Regions from separate parts of the Hordeum vulgare genome. Here region 1 is linked to region 2. Evidence: chromatin contacts called from public Hi-C data. All regions are on one chromosome and are shown on one strand. The core of a region is the stretch at or near the end of the contact, and the rest is flanking DNA. Distances in the headings are between cores, read along the strand shown.

What was found. A called contact is a pair of places that touch in the nucleus more often than the background predicts.
Region 1: a Hi-C map of seedling shows a contact between it and region 2, with 6 times the contacts expected there. The contact joins the promoter of LOC123449020 here to the enhancer-like site in region 2. A contact is called at or near these places in 5 of 6 Hi-C or Micro-C datasets (leaf and seedling) and 1 of 1 datasets of contacts at active chromatin or transcription factors (embryo).

Annotation. Positions count from the first base shown.
Region 1 is chr4H:475,205,106-475,208,668 of MorexV3_pseudomolecules_assembly, reverse strand. LOC123449020 (receptor-like cytoplasmic kinase 176) reads right to left here and starts at 2,150. Exons shown (of 6, transcript XM_045126082.1): 1 at 1,879-2,150; 2 at 1,145-1,467; 3 at 911-1,046; 4 at 677-819; 5 at 452-575. The coding sequence starts at 1,948.
Region 2 is chr4H:475,069,167-475,072,568 of MorexV3_pseudomolecules_assembly, reverse strand. No RefSeq gene overlaps it. Among protein-coding and RNA genes, the nearest start is that of LOC123449018, 15 kb to the right of the region's middle. Within about 2 kb of position 1,353, at least 3 of the 3 cell types and tissues checked have open chromatin away from gene starts, as enhancers often do. A contact at or near this core is called in leaf and seedling, where this site is marked.

The sequences.
Region 1 (3,563 bases), core at 901-3,400, 140 kb before region 2:
CCTCACTGCTATAGAGAATCACACCCCTTTAAATAAAAGGCGCATCTAAGCACAACGAAGAACCATGCCATATAAAACCAAGTGAATCCAACAGATACGCTAGTGTTAGTTGCTTATGTCTCTTAAAAAAGGATATGGCATGCACTGATGCACGCCATGAAGCATCAATGTCTTGCTACGAAGATTATTTTCCTTCAAAAAATCCTGTTAGCAGTGCATTGCATCATCAATATAAAGTACGGAAACCGTGTCTTGCCAGCAATGCTGTCTTGAACATTGAACCACAACCATCTTAAGAAGATAATGCTAGAAAATAATAGAACTTCATTTGCCGTTTTCAAGCACGGTCAATGAATGCCCCCTTTTATCCATGTCACTAAGATACATGAAAATAGTAGAGGAACAATATGGTTGTAACAGATAAGCTGGTAAGGCATGTTCGGAAGATTACCTGTTGCGAGATATTCAGGCGCAGCATATCCTTGAGTCCCCATGACCCTAGTAGAAACATGACTTTTATCGCCACTCGGGCCATCTTTTGCCAAGCCAAAATCAGAGAGTTTTGCATTATATTCCTGTATTCAGTCAAAGAAGGGCAACAAAATCAAATCTTTAGACCAGAGCTCCTTGTATTTCCACTTAGTGTATAGATAAGAGACTGAATTTGCATGCCCACCGAGTCAAGAAGGACATTAGAGGTCTTGAAATCACGGTATATAACTTTAGCCTCATCACTATGCAGGAAAGCAAGTCCCCTGGCAGCCTCAAGAGCAACCTTCATCCGCAAATTCCATGAGAGGGGCTGGAAATGTGGAGCTCCTGCGGTACGATTGCACTGTCACTCACCCATTTCCAACAGCACGAATGGAACATATCGTACACAAGATAATGCTGTATTTGAGAAACTCACTCCTGAAAAGATGGTGCTCCAAGCTACCCCTCGGCATGAACTCGTAAACAAGAAGCCGCTGCTCGTCCTCCAAGCAATACCCGATGAGCTTCACAAGATTGGGGTGTGATAGTTGCCCCAGGTAATTGACCTCAGCCTGCAAGATATTGTTTGCAGAAACAAATTAAAACCACTAAACCTCCAGCTCAAACAGGCACAAGAGGAAGTGCAACAAGGTCAGGAGTAGTGACCAACCAGCCATTCCTTGTGCCCCTGGAAACTGTCCAGCTTGAGCTTCTTCACCGCGACGATCATCCCGGTGCCGGGCTTGACGGGCGTAAACGTGCGCTCATCGATCCACCCCTTGAAGACGGAGCCGAAGCCCCCCTCCCCGAGCAGGCTGTCAGTCCGGAAGTTCCTCGTGCAACTTTTCAGCTCACTGAAGGTGAACTTGCGGAGGTTGGACGACTGCAAGATCTCCTTCTCGCTCCGGGGAGTCGGCGGCACCGACGACGAAGAACTCTTGCCAAAAGTGCTGGTGTCAGTCGCATTACTGCTGCTGCTCTTGGAATTGTTACCTGGATCGCAAAGCAAGCGGCCGCGGTTACTTCGCTGGTAAAACTCACGCTATCTTGAAGAAGATATCAATCCCGCTGTCATTCTGGGAGCAAAATTCACCCTACTTATTCGCTTGGGCAAACCATATGCGCATCACGCTTGGTAAAATCGTGCAATTTTGCTCACTATTTATATTGGCCATCCATTCCATGAAGACCAAAGCGGAAAACTAAATCGTGCAGAATCAACCAGCTGAAGTTGGACTCTTGTTCCAAACATTCCAACCAGAGAAGAAACGCTCGTTCCTTACTCCGGATAATTAGCAGGACCAAATCACTAGCCCAGACTGCCAGAACGGGGCCTGGAAGGCCGATGCAACCAACCAAGAAGCGATGCGAAGCGAAGTGGAGTAGAGTAGAGTGGTGGGGTACCTGAGGTGTTGGGAGCACTGAAGGTCGGGTTGATCTCGGCGTTCCCCTGCACGCCGGCGCAGTTCCCCATCAGGAGCGGCAACGGTACCGGCCAGTCCAACCGGAGCCACGAGGCTGGCTGGAGTCTGTCTGCTGTGGCTTGGGGGCTGGGGCTAGGACTGGGGTTGGCTTGGCGATAGCGGTGTCATTCTTTCCCTTCTTCTCTGCCTGCCTGCCTGCCTGCTAGGTTGGGTTGGAGGATCTATCATTGCTGCCTCCGTTTGGGCGAGGGTGGTGACTGGTGACGGTGAGAGCCGTGGCGTGGGTCCGGGCGGGCTAGTCGCCTCATCAATGAACGACAAAGGCTTTTCTCCTCCTCTCTCCGCCTGCGTCCATGTGATTCATTTGGTTTCTTGCAAAATTTAGACCGGACTAAACTTCCATGTCACCAATATAAGGAGAATAATAATAGTACTTCATAGTTCGTTCGACGGGACGTGATAGCACCACGGTGGCTGGCCTATTCAGCACAGCCTTTTTGAACTCGTACCTGCACATCACACCTGACACCGTATCGTTATCGCCGGCCTCCTTCGGGGATTATGTTGACGTTTCCCGTTTAACATTTCAACGGGGCGTGATTATCAGTCCAAGCAAATGTAGCGCTCGCCTTCGATCCATGTTAATTTATCCCCGATTTAGTACAACGTTTTCTCTTTCACGTTTTGTAAACTAAAGCACGCGATGGAGATTGCATGGCCGACCTGCCTTCCGCTGTGCAACAGGCCAACGTGCATAACTGCATGTCAGCATCAACGGGCCGGTGGTTGGCAGCGCTTCTTCTCCTGTCGATCACATAAATTTGCAGCGGCTTTCACTACGCTTATACCCATGCCTTCGTGCTCCCTCCGTCCGCCAAAAACTTCTAGTACTACCTCCGTCCAAGTGTATAGGACATGCGCGTAGTTCTAAATTATCAATTTAACTAGCTAAATATATATTATATGCAATAAAAGTTACATATTTAGAAACTACATATAATACATTATTAAGTAGTTAAATTAACGACCTAAAACTACGTGCATGCCCTATACACCAGTACGTTTATACCCATGCCTTCGTGCTCCCTCCGTCCACCAAAAACTGTACAGTACTAGAATTTTTTCCCACAAAGAGTGCATATTTACACCCCCAATGTACTTAGGCTGCCCGTAATAGTAGTATCATAGGTAATATCATGCATGTCAACTAAGCACTTTTGATGAGGTGACATAGAATTAAATAAAGAAAAATATGATTGAGTATCATATCATGATACCGTATCATATTAAATGATGTACTACTATGTGTCTTGCATGACAATAGATGAACTACATTATGATACTAACATATGATACTATGCATTAGGGATGTAGTATCATACACTAGTATCATATACATGATACTAGTATATGATACTACCCATTACAACCAGCCTTAGCCTCTAATTTTACTGGTATAAGTCCTGTAGCAACTTGTGCTCTAGTCATTGGTTGCATGCCTAACCTTAAATACTGCATGCAGCAACCGGTATTTAATCTTCTTCTCTCAATGGTTGCATGTACACATAAGCCTGTCCGTAATGAGAGTATCATATGTAGTATCATGCATGCCAACTAGGCAATTTCGATGAGATGTCATAGGATTAAATGAAGAAAAAGAGGGTT
Region 2 (3,402 bases), core at 104-2,603:
GCGAGAATTTCCGGGCTGTAAGCACCCTCTATTGTTAGTTTATTAAATACTCCCTCCGTTTCAAAATATTACAAATTCCATTAGAAGATTACATACAAAGCAAAATGAATGAATCTAAACTCTAAAATATGTCTATGTACATTCGTATGTAGTTTATAATGCAATCTTTAAAATGTCTTATATTTAGAAACGGAGGGAGTACTCAGTAGCCAACCTGGAAACGGAAGAATTGATTGGGAATTCAGCGCGTCCCTTTCAGCGGCGCTGGAGAAAGGAGTCGTGCATCGCTGGTCCAACAGCCTAGCTCGCACCACAGCCCACTGGATTGACTCCCTCGAGCTTTGCTGGCTATTTTATGGCGAATGAATGAAACGTGTCTATTTCTGTACTCTGTGCTTCTTCTTTTTAAGAGCATGGTTAATAGTATAGTCAACTGCTGGCTATAAGCAGTCTTATAACCCGTCTTATAGCTAGCTTGTATAATACTCCCTCTGTTCCTAAATATAAATCTTTTAAGATATTTCACTAGAAGTCTACATACGGAACAAAATGAGTGAATCCATACTCTAAAGTATGTCTATATACATCCGTATGTAGTTCACTAGTGAAATCTCTTTAAAGAATTATATTTAAGAACGGAGGGAGTAGTCGGCTATAAAAGAGTATTACTTTTATCATATCTGGCACATCTTTCATTCTCACAAATCACCTAGGAGCACGTGCTAGAGCTGGCTCTTCACGAAGAGCCCGTTTTCCTTCATTTGCTCTTCTCTTTCATTCAATTCAGCAAAAATATAGTATTTTAATCCTTAAAGCCTGCTGACTGTACCTTATTATACCTGCTCAGTACTCTGTACGTTGTGTATGTGTCAGCTGCTAGCTTGAGCTACGCACGCGACTTTATTTCCAGGGATTTCATTCTTGATTCCAGCTCGGAAAGACAGGCCAGTGGCTCTTCATTTGGAGACGGGCATGGTTTGCTTGGCCGTGACAAACACGCAAAAACCTTGAATGCTTCTGCCTCAAATCGTTGCTATAGCTTACACACACCGGTGCACACACACACACACATCTTGTGTTACTGGAGCAGTTGAGAAAAGTATTTCTCCAGGCTATTCTGACGGAGCAAAATGTCCCAACACAAGATTCAGATGGTGGAGAAAATCTGGTGCAGACGTGCAGTAACTCCCGTAGTCAAGCCCGAAAGCGAAAGATTTCAATAACGGCCTTAACTTGGCAAGACTTGTGGAGCCGCGAATGCAGTGCCACTTGCGACGGTAGCAGATCAGTTGTCGACGCGCTCGCAGCCACTCCATCGAGCATCGACCGAGCGTGACTTTAGCCACGGTGCCCCACCTTGGCGCGTCGCACGGGTAACGACGACCGACAGGCTAGAGGGAGAGGGCGGGCCGCTGCTTCGCTGCCTCCGGCCGGCAGGTTGGCGTTCGTGCGTGCGCATGCACCGTCACGGCGTGCGTGTGCATGCATCTGGGCATCTGGCTCTTGTCTCTGCTCCGGGCTCCTGGCCGGGTCAAGCTGGGCCTAGGATCCTACTGTTGCTTTCAGGCACGAGGACGGACACGCCATGTGTAACACTCGTCAGGCTTTCTTTGATAGAAGTGGGTTGAGGAGATTTGGGAGGAGGAAATTTAAGGGGATTTGATGAATTCCTTTCTTTCACCTAATTCTCTTAAATTTTCGGGACTTTGCTTCCACCGGTCCCTTGAGGCCTTGTTTGGTTAAGGGGGATTGAGGAGGTTTTGAGAGGGAGGGATTTCACGGGATTGAGTGGATCCCTTTGTTTCACCCAATCCTCTCAAATCTTCGGGGTTTTGCTTCCACTAGTCTTCCGAGGAGGGTTTTGAAACACATGAATATGAAGGGATTGAAGGAGAACGAAGGGGATTGGGCTAAGCAAACCCCTCCTACCAAATGAGCGCGCGGGGATTTGTGGGGTTTCTGGCCCCCTAGGGATTTTCCTCTCAAACCCTCCCCAATCCTCCATAACCAAACGAGGCCTGAAGAGGATCCCGAAACACATTGATAGGAAGGGATTGAAGAGGAATGGAGAGGATTCGATTAAGCAAACCCCTCTTACCAAATGAACGCCCTAGGTTTTGTGGCGTTTCTGGTCCTTCTAAGAATTTTCCTCTCGAAACCTCCTGAATCCCTTCGTGCCAAACGAAACCTTAAGGAGATACACTCAGATTCGTGAAATCAACCCCAGCGCTACACCGAGAGGATAGAATTCCTGGTGAATTTGTGTTCACGGGAGAGGAGGAAGAGAGGTATGAGCCTAGCTGGAGGGTTCACATAAACAAAGTTGGATGCCCTCTTCTGCAGAGAGGTGGCCAGTACTTGTCCTTCGCAGCGACTGTTACCTATTTGACGTTACAAGTGTACATTTTTGTTAACTGACGCGCCCCATCATGACGCCGGTTGAAGAATTTTTTTGAAAATTCTATGAATTTTTATAAATATTGATGATTTTTTAAGGTTGACGTACTTTTCTCTTAAAATCGATGGACCTTTTCTAAAATACTGAAATTCTATGAACTTTTTAAATATCGATGAAATCTTTTGAAATTTGATGAACAACTTTTAAATATGAATGAATTTTATAAAAAATGATGAACTTTTTAAAGATTTATGAACTTTTTTTCAGTTCAAAGAACTTTTTTTTAAATGAACTTTTTTTGAACTTCTATGAATTTTTTTCAAATTTTATGATTTTATTTATAATTTTACTGAACTTTTTTCAATTTCAATTAACTTTTTTTCAAATTGATGAAATTTTACAAAATTGATGAACCGTTTTTAAATATATGAAGTTTTTTTCCAAATGAATGAACCTTTTTATTTAAATATGTAAACCTTTTTTTGATATCATATTTTTATTTTTGTAACAAATATAAATCTGGATGTGTTTTTATAATGGATCAACATACTAGAAAAAAAAATAGGCAGCATGCTAGTAGGCCGACCCATGCCAGCGATGTTACAAGCATCGGATCGTTAACGAATGCGTGCAGCGTTGCATAGGAGTTTCGCTCGCCTTCAGCGAGATTGTAGGGTATCTCGCTGAAGGGCTACAGGTGTCGGGCTGGCCCATTTTGCGCACTATATTAAGAAAAATGATTTGAACTTTGCGTCTTCAGAAAGGCAATCCTATTTAACGCTGCACGCGTCGGTTTGCAAAAAGGATTTGAACGTGCAGCCACGCTGGTTGGGCTCGGCCCATATTGTCTTTTTGTTCTGTTGTAAAAATAAAAAACGTGCGGGCAACACAATTCGAACCAAGGATCTCACGGTCATTCGCACGATACAATATGAGAGAATTCCTTATTTGGCCCTTTCTTAAATTCTTCTTCCCTATTTGGCCCTAAATATTATTTTTTTCCC